Linked DNA regions of Muntiacus reevesi: region 2 is linked to region 1. Evidence: chromatin contacts called from public Hi-C data. All regions are on one chromosome and are shown on one strand. The core of a region is the stretch at or near the end of the contact, and the rest is flanking DNA. Distances in the headings are between cores, read along the strand shown. Region 1 holds the start of FARP2 (FERM, ARH/RhoGEF and pleckstrin domain protein 2). Region 2 holds the start of D2HGDH (D-2-hydroxyglutarate dehydrogenase).

Region 1 (7,410 bases), core at 2,560-5,059:
TTATTGGGAGAGGTTTCAGTTGTGAAATAGCCGCACAGAAAGACAGGAGTAGGCAGGAGGGTGCGAGCGCTCACTTTTAGAGGGAGCGTCCAGGGGGCCCACCTGGGTCAGGGGATCTGCTTCTCCTTGGTCGTCACGTTGGAGCCTTGGGAAGGTCCCATTTCAGCAGTGAGGACGCTGGCGCTGTGGCCACGCCTTGTCAGCTGGCGGGCCTTCTGACGCCACGGGCAGTGCTGCCCAGGCAGGTTTGCGCCTGCCTGGGAAGTGGTGGGAGGAAGAGGGGCCACGGAGCGCCAGGGCTCACCTGGGGTGGGAGGGAGCCATCAGTGTTGGCTCACGTTCTCTATCCTGCTGGTTCTCTTTCTGAAGCTTTATGGAATCATGAGAATTCCACTTTGGGTACATAAAACCGGTACATTTCTGTGTACTTTTCATCCCGGTTTCCAAGAACTTTGTAAGTGAGGTTTTGCTTTTAGTAGACACTGTGGTTCTCGGGCCCACCGTCTGCTCAACCTTTGCCCTTTGTTAACAGAAAAATCCTGCTGGCGGTGGTCTGAGCAGCGGGCAGGGCATCACTCCCATGTAAACGTGTTTGTTGTGTTTTGTCTTTCCAGGAATCCCTTTGCAAGATAAATATTCCGATGAGTAACACAGCTGCGTGTTTCAAGACTGTTGGAGGGGTGCCTGTCCACATTTCACAGTACCTGTGCCTGAGAATTTAATTTTTTAAAAACTTTCAATGTGTTATTTTGTATGAAGTACCTTAACATTTGCATTCATTGTTATGTTATACTTTATATTTTGTGAGGTGAACTGTCCATTTTCCTTCTTCTTGCATTTTAAGTAACCACTGACGCTAGAACTGATTCCCAGGGACCAGTCAGCACATATAGTTAATAGTGGAATTTGATTTGACTGGCCTAACCAACTAATCGTGATTTACTTCTAGAACATTCAGATTTCCGAGAATGTTCCTGAGCAGTAGAGATGAACACAGAAAGATGAGCTGCCTGGGTATGAGGCCATTTCTCACCAAGCCATGGCACCTGCTTCCCTGCCTTGCTTTTATTTGACCACAACATCCAAAACCAGTTTTGCTGCTATAACTCCATACTGTTAATTCATCTGCACATTATCTGTTTACCAAATGAAAAGATACCTAATTAGATACATGTTTATACTTCAATAGCTTTTTTACAAACAGGCTGTTAGGGGTTAGTTTTTTAACAAGTCTTTGAATTCTGAGGTCATTTTTTAAACTGCTATGCAGAGAACTCGCCACAAACCACGTTCTATAGAGTTTGCCACGAAAACCCATGAGCTGCAGTTTCCATGTCACAGCTAAGATTCTCACCTATGTGGTGAGAGTCAGTAAACTATTTGTACTCAACTAGATTTATAGCATAACTTTTTAAGGAAAATTAACAGTTGATCTGTGCAGAAGCCTGCCTTTTTAGACTGCACTTGGCATGTTTTCTGTGACTATGGTGTGGAAGATGCACCTCGGCAGGGGCATCACGGTTCCCAGCGCGGTTCTCCTGGTTTGGCTTCACTTGGACTGACCCCGTTCTGAATGGTTTTCAGGCAGATAGCAGCGTGTGACCTGTCCCGTCCATTTTTAGCCGCCGTGGTTTCCTTCCTTACATGTTACACAGACTTGTCCACAGGGGACTTGAGAGTGACGGCTCTTGCAGACTTGCTCCGTGGGCTGGCTGATGGTCAGCACTGTGCCGCCTGGTTTCCTGTGCCCGCGGTTGATCGGTCATCAGAAGTGACAAATGGAAGGAGCCTGGAGGGAGTGGGTGCTGGCTCAGCATTCTCATTCCACTAAAGCACGAGGGGCTGACGTGGAGAAGCACTGAGCTCCAGGGCTGAGGACACCCAGAGAGGAAAGGGAGATGGTGACAGTCGCCAGGTGCACTGCAGACCGTCTGGTGTTCTCCCAACTGCCCTTTCACTGTTGCCTAATTGCGAGTGGTCAAGAGCTATAGGTTTAGGTACAGTTTTTACCAAGAAGTGTTCCATGACCTTAGGGGTACTTCCATGCAAGGCCAGTTATTTGGGTTATTTTGGCATTTATTAACTATGCTAGTAAAAGCTGTTTTTTAAGGGGGGCGGGGTGGCAGTAAGTGGTAGATGTAATAAGCCCAGTATAGTCTGCATAGGGCCAGCTGCCACCTCATGGATGCCTGGGTGTGGGTGGACCTACACTTTCAAATTCCCTTTTGTTTTTCTGCCCCGTCTAAATACTTTTGCTAATAGATAATTGCTCTTTAGTTACTAAGAGAGAAAACTTTACCTATAAAAATGTATTTTGAAAACTTATTTTACACAGCAATTTTGTATCCACTGAAACTAACCTTTTACCAATAAAGCACTATTGTTTAGATATTAAGTGAGTAATTCTCATTATTGGCTCTTTACAAGGTAAAGGTGTAAGATTTTCTCAAAGACTCAGAGAAACTTCTGCATTTCCTGTGTATAAGAAATGGGGAGGAATTATTCGCAGGAACATCAGTACATAACAGCGCTGTACTGGCGAGCCCAGCTGGAAAGAGGGAGCCACGAAGCCTGGGAAGAAAGGATTTACCAGGGAACTGATGGTCTCCTTATAGTGAAGGTCTGATAAAAAGGGGCTCTAGTGAGAGCTTGATGATGTCTGCCCACCGGGCAGAAAACGCGAGAAAAGCAAGGTCTCGTTCACGGTAGGGACGACGACGGACTGACCGGGAGGAATGCTGAGAACCTGACCTGGGGGTGGCAGCCGGTCCCCTAGCCCCTCCACCCAGGGCCGCCTGGGCCCCTTTCCGTCTGTAGTTCTCTCCAGGCCCGTCCCTCCCTCGGGTGTTGCTTCCAGCGTGCGCTCCTTGGCCTCTCCTGGCTTCCCGGCCGCTCTGACCAGGGTCTCCCTGTGTGGTCCCCCTGGCAGTGTGCACCTGTTGGGGGTTCTGTGCCCTGGGAGCGGGGTGCGGGATTCTGTGCTGGGGGCCGGTTAGAGAAAAAAATCGGGTGGGAATGATGGGGGCAAGAGTGCCCTTCCGAGGCAGCCCCGCGGAAAGCTACTTGGGTGAAACGTGTTTCGAAGGCCAACCAACCAGGATTCTCCAGGTTGGTTCGGGACTTACTCCCTAGATAGCCGCGCGGGGGCGCTCCTGGCCTGCCCGCGGGGACGGCGGCGGGGGCAGGGCTCCCGGGGCAAGTTGAGCTGGATCTCCAAGAATGCAAAGGAGCTTCCTCAACTGCTCGAAGGAGGGCCTGGGGGCTCCGGAGATGGTGCCACGTTTCCATTCCCCGGTAGGGGACCGCGAAGGCTAGGGGGACGCTGGCCTCCCAGCACGGCCCGTTTCCTCTGCAGCACACCTTCGCCTGGCCCTCGGCGCCCCTAGGCCGACCCCGGAAGCCCCAGGAGAAGAGCACCTGGTAGCAGGATCCGGTAACAGGAACGCAGGCGGCCACGGTTCAGGTCAGCACCAGCCTGCAGACGGATCTGGGCCCGAGTCGCGCCCCGCCCCCCGAGCCGACGTCCCGCCCCCCCAGCCGTAACCACGCCCCTCCCCCTGAGCCGACGCCCCGCCCAGAACCGCCGGCGGCGCTGCGAGCCGAGCTGGCCGAATGACATCTGACTCTGCGCGTTCCTTCTCGCCCTACAAATCCGCCAATCAGAGTTCTCTGCCGCCCTTCCAGGCCGCGGCCGCGAAGGCCCCGCCCCAGAGGCCGTCGGGCCAATCGGCGGCGCATCCGCGGGGCGGGGGCGGGGCCCCGGGCGGGGCGGGGAAGGGGCGCGGGGAGCAGGGGCGGCTCGCGGGCAGTAGGGAGCGGGCGGAGCCGGCGCGGACTCGGAGGCCGCTGCGGGCGACAGCTCGGGCCGGGCAGCCGGTGAGGGCGCGGGGCCGCGCGGCAGCGGGCGAGCAGGGGCCAGGCTGCGCCTCGGGGGCGGGCGGCGGAGGCCGCGGGCCGAAGCCCGAGGCAGGGCGGGCGCCTCCAGACGGCGAGCGGCCAGAGGAGTCTGCTCCCGGCCTGGGAAGGCCTTCGGGCGGCGGGCCGCGTGTGCGGAGGGCGCTGTGTGGGGAGCCTGTCCGCTGCGGGTCCTGGGTGCGCGTGAGGACCCCGCGTGGGGGCCCCGGGGGGCGCGTGAGGACCCCGCGTGGGGGCCCCGGGGTGAGCGGGGAGGGCCCCGCGTGGAGGCCTGGGCAGAACCACAAGTGGAAGCTCCGGCGACTTGTGGCCATGCCCTTTTTGGCCTTTCCTTAAATGATCTTAAGGCTGGTATTAGGTGTTAATGCTTTTACTCCGGGAAACCTGGAAGGGCTGCCAGTCAATCCTAGGGGGAATCCAAAGGCCGCTCAGAAAGCTGGGACCCGACCATAACCAGTGATCGCTCAGGCCGGGGTCCACACCCACCCTGGAGGCCGCAGCCTCCGGAGGCCTTCCACGTGCTAGTCGGTGGTAATTGCCGTGAAAACAGAAATTCCCAGGAGGTGCCCTGAAGGAAATAGTGTGAGTTCACAGTGAAAGGAGAGATTTACATCTCGGGGTGGCTGTTCCCTGTGCCTTTGCCTTTTCTGTGAGGGAGCTTTGGGCAGAGCACTCTGGAGAGCCTGATGGCCTTCAGGGGCACTGCACCAGAGTGCTGGTGGTGTGGAGGGATGACGGAGCACCTGGGAGCTGGGCAGGCATGGAGTGGCTTTGCTTGCAGGCAGATCTAAGGCTCTCTCTGCTGCTCTTTGAAATTTCTGAGTTCCTTACACCAGAGACTTAACTCTCTGTGAGGGATTATGAAGCCCTTCACACCTGGTATTTGTATTTTGTTTTGTTGTTCAGTCTCTAAGACTAAGTCATGTCTCTTTGCAACCCCGTGGACTGTGGCACACCAGGCTCCTCTGTCCTCCACTGTCTCCTGGAGTTTGCTCAAACTTATATCCATTGAGGGACTGTTGTCATCCAACGGTCTCCTTCCTCTGTCACCCTCTTCTCCTCTCCCTCAGTCTTTCCAGTGAGTAAGTTCTTCGCATCAGGTGGCCAAAGCATTGGAGCTTTAGCATCAGTCCTTCCAATGAATATTCAGGGTTGATTCCCCTTAGGATTGACTGGTTTGATTTCCTTTCAGCCGAAGGGACTCTCAAGAGTCTTCTCCAAAACCACAGTTTGAAGCATCAATTCTTCAGCGCTCAGCCTTCTTTATGGTCCGTCTCTCACATGTGTACATGACTACTGGAAAAACCATAGCTTTGACTGTGTGGACCTTTGTCAGCAAAGTGATGTCTTTGCTTTTTAATACACTGTCTAGGTTTGTCATAGCTTTCCTTCCAAGGAACAAGCATCTTTTAATTCATGGCTGCAGTCAGGTTGTCTCAAACTATGCAGAGATGATGTGGCCAGGCCCCGGCCCCATTTGGAAGCAGAGTGGGTGGCCAGTACTGGATGTCGCCTGGACCTGCTTCCTGGGGCGGGACTCCTGCTTTGCTGCAGACCCTCAGTGAGCACTAAGCCTTCTGGACCAGAGGCTGGCAAGAGCTGCAGAAGTTTGCTGGCTCGTTTACCTGCTTGGACCTCCTCTCCTGGTAGACTTCCTGCTTCCTTCTGTACTAATTCCTTTCCCAAAAGGGGAGTTTATATGATACATTCACGTATCTCTCCTCAGGCTCCTTATCAACAAATGAGGTTGCAGTTTACCTGCCTCATGGACTTGTTGTGAGGATTAAGCATCAGTAGCTAGATGCCTGGAACCCACTAAGTGCTTAATCGGTGTTAGCCGTCATGTTATCAAGTAGAAGAGCAGTCTGAGTGCACAGTCCAGAGAAAAGGAGGCAGAGTATTTAAGCAGATTGTCCTGCTTGGGGGAAGGGTATGCCCTGTGTTGACAAAGCAAAGATGGAGGCATGGATAGTTCTGTGCATGTGCTTTTAAACCCATCGGGCCCCTCCTCTCCTCTCCAAACACTTTGCCTCTCGGCACATTAGTGCCGCCTCTGTCCTGAGACAGTAGCAGTTCCTGCTGCTTATCCTTTCAGGTCGTTCCTGCTTTTCCTTCACCCACTCTCTTGTAAGCCTTGCTCCGTAGGTTGCAAGTTTCCTGCACACAGCTTGGCGTTCTTTGCAGGAAAACCGCTGTAAATTTGAGTGCTGAGCCGAAGTCACCCCAGTCTTGCTCTCTGAGATCCCATGTGTGGAGCATCATTGGACTGCAGCATATTTGTCAGTTCCAGGCTTTACCTTGGCAACAGGGCGTCAAAGGTGAGGGCTCCACAGAGCGTAAGATGATAGAGGCCAGAATGTGATGGCTTTCTAGCGATTCTGCAAACTGGTCTAACCTTTCTGGAGAGCAGCTAGCAATAAGTGATAAAAGGTTTTGATTTTGGAATCCCGGTTTTGAAAACAAACTTGTATACACACTGCATGTAAGAGTGGTAGAACACTCTGCAGCCCCCAGACATGCTTCGGCAACCCCCTTCTAACCCTTCCCTCCCAACAAAATTTGAACCATCATGATCCCTGGAAATACGTTCAAAAAGATATCTTAACCAAAAAGGCGAAGCAGTTCGTACACAGCAATTACACTGATTTAAAAATATATGAGGATGTGGACAAGGATCAGAGGAGAAGGTGGAGTGATGTATGTAGTTTTATTTTAGGGTCATTTTAAAATTCAAGACCAGAAAGGCCCTCTGATGCTGTCGGGTGCAGTGATGAACCTGTCTTCACCCATTGCTCCCAGCTGCAGAGTACCAGGTGGTGAGATTCCACCCAGACCTCCTAGGTGGGCTCTCAGGACCCCCACAGCCCAGCACAGCCCCGTGGGCGCCCTCAGGGCCCCGCCCATGTGCACCGCGCTTGCCCAGCCGGTCCTCCGTTCCCCCATGGGCCCAGCTCCACTCCGTGCTGGAGAGTCGGCCGGGCAGGACCAGCCGCGCCCCCTCCTCTGTGTTCCTGGTGCTACCCGCACTCCGCCATGTGGTCCGGGCCACTTCCACAGGCATCTCCGCTTCTGGCTTATCCCGTACTCGACACGTGGGGTCCCTTAAGCCCAAGAGGGGATGGCACATGGTGAGATCGGGGGTGGGGGGAAAGCTGAGGTCACGCGCGTTGCAAGTCACTAACCTAGAATTCTGAGCCTGAATTCCTTGTTTTGTGTGGCAAGGCTTGTGAGCCAGGGGCGGGCATGGCGGCCACTCGGGACACTTGGGGGGTCTGACGCAGACACCCACCTTTCGCTGAGGCCTCCTCCCTCCCTCTCCACCCACCAGATCCCTGGCGGCTTCTGGCTTCACCTCTTGCAGCTCTTACCAGCACTTAGGAGACTCTCTCCTGTGTCTTCCCCGCTGTGATGGGGGAGGTTTTCTCCTCTCAGAGGCTCCTGTGCTTATAGGGTCTTGGAATTGCTCTGTTCAGAAGCAAGGTGCTCGCTGAATGT
Region 2 (7,410 bases), core at 1,448-3,947, 230 kb after region 1:
GCAGACGCGATCCTGGTGCTGGCAGGGCTACCTGAGCCAGGCAGCCTCCCGTCTGCCCTGAGGTGGCAGATGCCTGGACGTGGCCCCCGGGCAGTTGCGGGGGTGCGCGGGACGCTGGCCAGCCGCATGTCAGCCCTGCCTCCTGACCCGTCACTGGCAGCCCTCGGTGAGGACTGCTTCGAGCAATAACACTGTCCAAAGAGCAGCTTCCCGTGTGGTCACAGCCAGGGTGTGCCCTGTGTGTCCCAGGGCTGGGACATGTGGGGTTTCAGGCTTTCCTCAGCGTTTTGTGAACAGTGTGGTGGTGGTTTTCATTACCTGTGCTGAGAGGAATTTTAAAACGGGAAGTCTAAGAAAAGCGTTCTTATTCAGGAGAGAGTTCTCTGAAGTTTCCTCCCTGCTAGTATGTATTTGTGGTGTTCATCTTACCACATCTCATCCAAAAAGATGATGCAGCTTTAACCTGAATGTTACATTGTGTTTTCAAGGAATTATTATTGATGTTCTCTTTGTAAAAGAAAGAAATATTGTAAATCTTTTTATTAATTAATGTAAAGATGTATATCTGTATTTTTGGATCATGTTATAGATGATGGATATATTGTTTAACGAATAAAGTATTTTTTGGAACAAACATTTGAGGATGCATCATTTCTGGAAATAAGACAGTGTCCTGTCGAGAGCTGGGACCAGATGCCGTATGGACTCTTGAACGGGACGTGCAGTGGGCAGAGTGGGTGAGTCCCGTCAGGGGCCCGGGCGGGATCCTGGGCCTCACCTTGGGCCTTAGCTGTTTCATGGCATCAGAAGTTGGTCCCAAGCTCACGAGAAAGACGTGTTCTTAGTGAGGGCACTAGGGGTTGCTTCCTAGGGGCATAAGGTGCCTCCTCTGGAACAGAAGCTTTGCCTTCTAGACCTGCTTGGCGCCAAGGCCCTGTGGCAACTAAACCTCTCAGGACATTTCCTTGACGAGTGCTAACAGGGTCCATTGAAAGCCAGCTCCGTCACCACGGTGAAAGCATGGCCGGGCACCCACTTTCAGATGAAGCCCAGTTCCCAGACTTGCATCCTTGCTGGAAGGGAGGCTGTGGCTCTGGAGGAGGGCCTGTGACCTGCCTCTGCCCGCACTGTCCTCCACATGCCCAGGGGTGCCTGCCGGGAGGAGGAGGAGGCCAGGCTCTTTGCTGCGGGGGTGGGGAGCTCAGGTGCATTGCTACAGGTTCCCAGGGGCCCAGGATGCCACTGGTCTGTGGGCAGAGTGAGGCCTGTGGTGATTGGGTGATAAGGTGACATTTGTCTGGATGGGTGCCCAGGCCTCTCTCTGGTTACCTCTGCAGTGTCTGTGTCATTGAAATAGGTGGACTTGACCACTGGCAGGATGGCCACGACCTGTGGAGCAAGGGCTGTCATGGTAGGAGGGACTGGGGGAAGTCTCTGGAGTGTTCTTTTCCTGCTAGGGCATAATTCAAAAAGGCAGGGTGCATTCTAGTGTGCCTCCACTGACTCACTGAAGAGGCGGGCAGGTCTTAGGGAAGAAGGTCTACTAGAGAGGTGGTGAGACCCCCGCTGCAGCTGTTGTTCCTGATAAGGCATCCTTACCAGAGGAGAACACACACTCTTGGCAGTGGCTGGTTGTTGATCCAGTCCTAGCTTGTGCTCTCTGCCAATCTGCAGGGACCACCAGGATCTCTATTCTACTTGGCAGAACCTGCAGCGTGCCTTCCCATCCCGGCCTTGGGCCACGTACACACGCTGTCTGTCTGTCGTGCCCTTGGCCAGGTCATCATCTTAGCGTGCCACAGAACGTCACTCTTGTTGGCCGCACTGAGGCTGGCTGCTTGGCCACCTGGGGTAGCTCGGCCCCAGGAGCGCTGGGAAGGACAGCCCCATGGAGCTGGGGCTCAGATGTCTGTGGAGACCTCTGTTGGCACCCCCGGGAGAGGGGGAGGTGGCTGGGAGCTGGCCCCTGGGTGGCTGGGGTGGGAAACACCTGTCAGGCCGGGAGCCCCCCCAGCCTGGTGCCCCGGCTGGCAGAGCCCAACAGGCCCACAGAGCAGATACCCTGGAGCCGTGGGTGGCAGCCTGGCACCGGTCGGGCACAAACTGGAGGGGTTGGAGGAGGCGGCAGTCCTGAGAGGCAGACTCTGCGTCCTCCGGGGGTGGTCTGGGCCTTCCTGAAGCGGGATCGCCACCCAGCCCAGATCTAGGCCCCTCACTTGAGTCACTGGGGTTCTGTTCAAGAAGATGCTTGGGCAGAAGCTTCGGGGCGCCCTCGGGCTCTGCCTGCAGTGCATTCCTGACCCGCAGGAATGTCTCCCCTTCTGCCAGAGCTGGGGCCAGGGGACCGGGGCTCTGGGTGCCAGCGTTCCCCGAAACTGAGAGGGTGAGCCACGGTCCTCTGGGGATGCCTTAGGAGGGCGGAGTTACGCTCTGGGGTCGGGCGGGATGTACACTTGGGCCAGTCTTCGTGGAAAGGGTGGGAGCGTGTGCAGGGACCACGCTAGACGGTGCCAACGCGGCTCAAGGCCCGCTGACCTCGCGGGGGAAGCTGGATGAAGCCGGGCATCACGGCCAAAGGGGCGGGGCCCGGGATGGGCGGGGTCCGAGGCAGACGGCGGGGCCGTGAGCGGGCGGAGCCAGCAACAGGACTGGGCGGGGTCCCCGAGGCCTCCGGCGCAGGCGCAGTCCCTCCGCCCCGCCCACTCGGCGGCGGCGCGAAGCTTGCGGCGGGGACGTGGACGTGAGTGCGTGCGCGCGGCCGCTCGGGGTCTCGGCGGAAGGGCTGAGGGCCGCGGGCCGGGGGCGGCGGAAGCGCGCGGTCGCGGGGCGGCGGGCGCCCGCGGGCCCTCGGATCCCACCGCCCGGGCTGATCCGGTCACGCGATCGCGCAGGGCGCGCGCCCGGGGCCCTCCGGACGAGCCTGGGTGACTGCGTGCCCGGGGCGCCGGCGCTTGGTCGTCAGCCCCTGGCTGGGGCGACCGCTCCTGGTCCCCGGTGGCCCCCGGTGGCCCCCTGACGGGCGTGACCCCAGGCGCCCGGCCCCCGGCGGGAGTCCGGCCCCGAGCTCGCCGCTCACCTGCCCTGCGCAGCCCTGAACCGTGGGGGTGGGGTCGGCGTCCGCGCCTCCTTTAAGCTTCACCCCCTCTGGTGCGGTGCCTGCTGCCTCCAGGCACCCAGGGGCTCCGATCGTGTCCTCAAGGTCACTCGGAGGTGTGACCCTGCGCGAGGGCGCTGTCCCTCGTGCCGCCCAGGTGTCTGAGCGCCAGGTGAGCTGGAAGCAACCAGAACACCGGCGCGCCACCCCGCTCCCCTCCCCGGGGGCTGCCTGACGAGTGTGCGCGCTCCCGGGCCCCCAGGGCGGGGGCCCAGAGGAGCTTCCCTCTGCCCCCCGCTTTTTGTGAACTTGTAGCATATCCACAAACATAAGATTTATTTTTTTAACCACTCGTTCCCTGGTGGCTCCGTGGTAAAATACAAATGCAGGAGACACTGGTTCACTCCCTGGGTCAGGAAGATTCCAGGGAGAAGGAAACGGCAACCCTCTCAAGTATTCTTGCCTGGGCAATCCCAGGGACAGGGGAGCCTGGCTGGCCACAGTCCATGGGGTCGCAGAGTCGGACAAGACTTAAAGATTAAACCACCACATGCATGTGTAATGTGCGCGCTCAGTCGTGTCCAACTCTGCGAACCCAGTCCATAAACTAGTTTACCAGGCTCCTCTGCCCATGGGATTCTCCAGACAAGAATACTGGAGCGGGTTGCCATTTCCTTTCCCAAAGGATCTTCTTGACCCAGGGATTGAACCCGTGTCTTTTGCATTTCCTGCATTGGCAGGCAGGTTCTTTACTAGCTGAGCCACCAGAGAAATGGCATCTGTTCCTTATAGCACCTTAACTGCTTGTTCCTTGTGAAGGAAGAGGGGCTGAAAGGGAGGCGAGGTTGTTGCAGATGTTAAAGCTAACACGGGTGGGGGTGGGGGTGGCCTCAGCCAGGGGTGTGCGTCTGGTGACTTGTCAGGGGGTGACTCCTGCCGGGGGCCGTGCTGCCTCAGCTGAAGGCCTCGTGTCCCTTGTCCCCGCCCAGCCCGCCGCTTCTGGGTGGTCCACATCTCACTCTGCCACCGCAGCCATGGAAGCCACTGTGTGCTTCTGGGCCCTGCTGAGCTGTCTCCCCGCGCTGCAGGTGCTTCCCTTGTATTAGCTCCGTGCTTTTCCAGAGTCATAAGTCCGATCACTTACTTTGTAGGGCAGCAGTGATGATGCCCCATCTGGTGCCCAGGCGGCCTGTGTGGTGGCTCTTCTGCTGGCGGGCAGCCTGCGTCCAGGGAGCCTCCGTGCGACAGAGGATGTGGGCAGGGCCGTCAAGGATCCCTGGGCCGGGCGGCCTGCGAGGAGTCTGGGGCACCGGCCCACTGGTTCGACAAGGCAGCTCCTCGGCCTCCTCCCGTGCTCCTGAGGTGACGCTGACCCCGGAGCGCTACCCTGTGCGGCGGCTTCCCTTCTCCGTGGTGTCTGAGGACGATCTGGCTGCCCTGGAGCACATCGTCCCTGGCAGGGTCATCACAGACCCGGAGGAGCTCGAGGCTCCCAACGTGGACTGGCTGAGGACAGTCCGAGGTGAGTGAGGGTCTGTTCACACTTCATGCTTGGCGTGGGCAGAGTGGAGGAACAGCCTGAACTCCAGGCGGCCAGTGATGAGCACTGGGTGCAGGAGCTGTGGGTGGTGTCACAGACACTTTTCATATGCAGGGCATCTGCAAATTAAGATCAAACAGCTGACCCCCCCACCCCCAGCTGCTCTGAGGTGGGTGTGTGGTTAACTACTGCTCACTTCCTCAGAACGCTTCAGTTCAGTTCAGTTCAGTTCAGTTCAGTCGCTCAGTCGTGACCAGCTCTTTGCGACCCCATGAACTGCAGCACGCCAGGCCTCCATCACTAACTCCCGGAGTTTACTCAGACTCATGTCCATTGAGTCGGTGATGCCATCCAACCATCTCTCCTCTGTCGTCCCCTTCTCCTCCCGCCTTCAATCTTTCCCAGCATCAGGGAAATGAGTCAGTTCTTCACATGAGGTGGCCAAAGTAATGGAGTTTCAGCTTCAGTGTCAGTCCTTCCAGTGGATATTCGGGACTGATTTCCTTTAGGATGGACTGGTTGGATCTCCTTGCAGCCCAAGGGACTCTCAAGAGTCTTCTCCAACACCACAGTTCAAAAGCATCAATTCTTCGGCGCTTAGCTTTCTTTATAGTCCAACTCTCACATCTCTACATGCCTACTGGAAAAACCATAGCTTTCAGTAGACCTTTGTTAGCAAAGTAATGTTTGCTTTTTAATATGCTGTCTAGGGTGGTCATAGCTTTGCTTCCAAGGAGCAAACGTCGTTTAATTTCATGGCTACAGCTAATGCCTGGGCTAATATATAACAAGGAACTGCAAACTGGGCTCAAACTACTGGAGTGTCTCCTCTCTGTTCTCAGATGTGGGTAGGGCTCCCTCTAGTGGAGAGTATCTCCTGCCTCTTCCAGCTCCTGGGGCTCCAGGTGACCTTGGCTGTGACAACATCGTCCAGTCCTCGTCCCTCCTCACACGGCCTCTCCTTGTGTTTCCCTCTCTGTTCTCTTATGAGGTCACCTGTCCTTGGATTGGGGTACCACCCTCATCAGGATGATCTCAAGTTTAGATCCTTAACTTAATTACATCTGTAAGGACCCTTTCTCCAAGGAAGGTCACGTTCGTGGGTTCTGTGGGGTGGGGTGTCTACATGTCTTTTGGGGGGCCTGTTGTCCCCTCTGCAGCTTGCTTGGGCAAGATGCGGGCCCTGCCAGATGGCCTGACCGCCCCAGCCTCCCTCTCCTCCAACCACACCCCCTGCACCAGCTTGGAGATTCTCCTTCTGGACCCAGCTCGCCTTCTTGGTAGCAGGTTTCCTAAGGCCCTGTGTTGTCTTCCCTGGTGCTCAGATGGTAAAGAATCCGCCTGCAGTGCAGGAAACCCAGGTTCGACCCCTGGGTCAAGAAGATCCCCTGGAGAATGGAATGGCAACCTACTCCAGTATTCTTGCCTAGAAAATCCCACGGACAGAGGAGCCTGGCGGGCCACAGTCCATGGGGTCACAAAGAGTCGGACACGATTGAGTGACTAACACTTTCACTTTTGTGTTGTATCCTGAAGTGATTTCAGAGATAACATGACCTACTTAGTTACAAAAACCAACATGACGTTCTTGCTGCATATTAAGAAGATGTGGAAGACAACACGATGGCATATTTAAGCTTGAAATGCTAGGACACGCTGGGTGTCCAGGTCCTTAGGCTGGGCCTGGAGTCAGTGCAGTCCAGACTGAGGGTGAGCCGTGGAGGGTGTGCTGGGCTCTTGGCTCAGACACGGCGGGGGCCTTGCTGGTGGCAGGAAAGCTGAGTGAGGCTCCAGACCAGAGTGCAGCGTCAAGAGCAAGTGGAATTGGGGCATAGGCGCAGATAACGGGATGGCCCTGCCCGTGGGGAGGCTGGAGGCGGTGGACGTCCTTCGCCTGGGCTTATCTACCGGGCACCCTCGATGGAAGGCGTCCAGCCCCGCCCCACACAGAGCCCCCTTCCGAGCGCAGGGCAGTGTGGTGTCTCAGAGACCGAGACAGGAGGGACGTCCCTGAGGAACGTGGGGGGCCCACAGTCCGTGGGCAACGTGGATGCTGGGCACAGCTTGTTCTGCGGGCCACTGGGCTCGAGGAGGCAGCTCTGAGTCCTGGAGCAGAAAGTCTCTGCGGCCTGACCAGCAGGCTCCTGCCAAGGGTGGGGCAGGAGGTGTCAGCTCTGCACGGTCCTGTGGAAGCAGCCCCGAGGCTGTGTGTGCTGACCCCGAGTGGTGTGCGCTGACCCTGAGGCGGTGTGTGCTGACCCCAAGTGGTGTGTGCTGACCCCGAGGTGGTGTGTGTTGACCCCAAGTGGTGTGTGGTGACCCCAGGTGGTGTGCGCTGACCCTGAGGTGGTGTGCGCTGACCCTGAGGTGGTGTACACTGACCCCGAGTGGTGTGTGCTGACCCCGAGGCGCTGTGTGCTGACCCCGAGTGGTGAGTGCTGACCCCGAGGCGGTGCGTGCTGACCCCAAGGTGCTGTGTGCTGACCCCGAGTGGTGTGTGCTGACCCCGAGGCACTGTGTGCTGATCCCAAGTGGTGTGTGCTGACCCTGAGGCAGTGCGTGCTGACCCCGAGGCGCTGTGTGCTGACCCCGAGGCTGTGTGTGTTGACCCTGAGTGGTGTGCGCTGACCCCGAGGCACTGTGTGCTGACCCCAAGTGGTGTGCGCTGACCCCGAGGCACTGTGTGTGCTGACCCCGAGTGGTGTGCGCTGACCCCGAGGCTGTGTGTGCTGACCCCGAGTGGTGTGCGCTGACCCCAAGGCACTGTGTGTGCTGA

What was found. A called contact is a pair of places that touch in the nucleus more often than the background predicts.
Region 2: a contact with region 1 is called in a Hi-C map of blood, with 5 times the contacts expected there. The contact joins the promoter of D2HGDH here to the promoter of FARP2 in region 1. A contact is called at or near these places in 2 of 3 Hi-C or Micro-C datasets (blood and muscle).

Annotation. Positions count from the first base shown.
Region 1 is chr1:178,278,337-178,285,746 of mMunRee1.1, forward strand. It overlaps FARP2 (FERM, ARH/RhoGEF and pleckstrin domain protein 2), which reads left to right and starts at 3,810. Exons shown (of 27, transcript XM_065917218.1): 1 at 3,810-3,876. SEPTIN2 (septin 2) reads left to right here. Exons shown (of 13, transcript XM_065917213.1): 13 at 615-2,395.
Region 2 is chr1:178,511,338-178,518,747 of mMunRee1.1, forward strand. D2HGDH (D-2-hydroxyglutarate dehydrogenase) reads left to right here and starts at 2,698. Exons shown (of 10, transcript XM_065917235.1): 1 at 2,698-2,740; 2 at 4,246-4,616. The coding sequence starts at 4,256. ING5 (inhibitor of growth family member 5) reads left to right here. Exons shown (of 8, transcript XM_065917234.1): 8 at 1-625.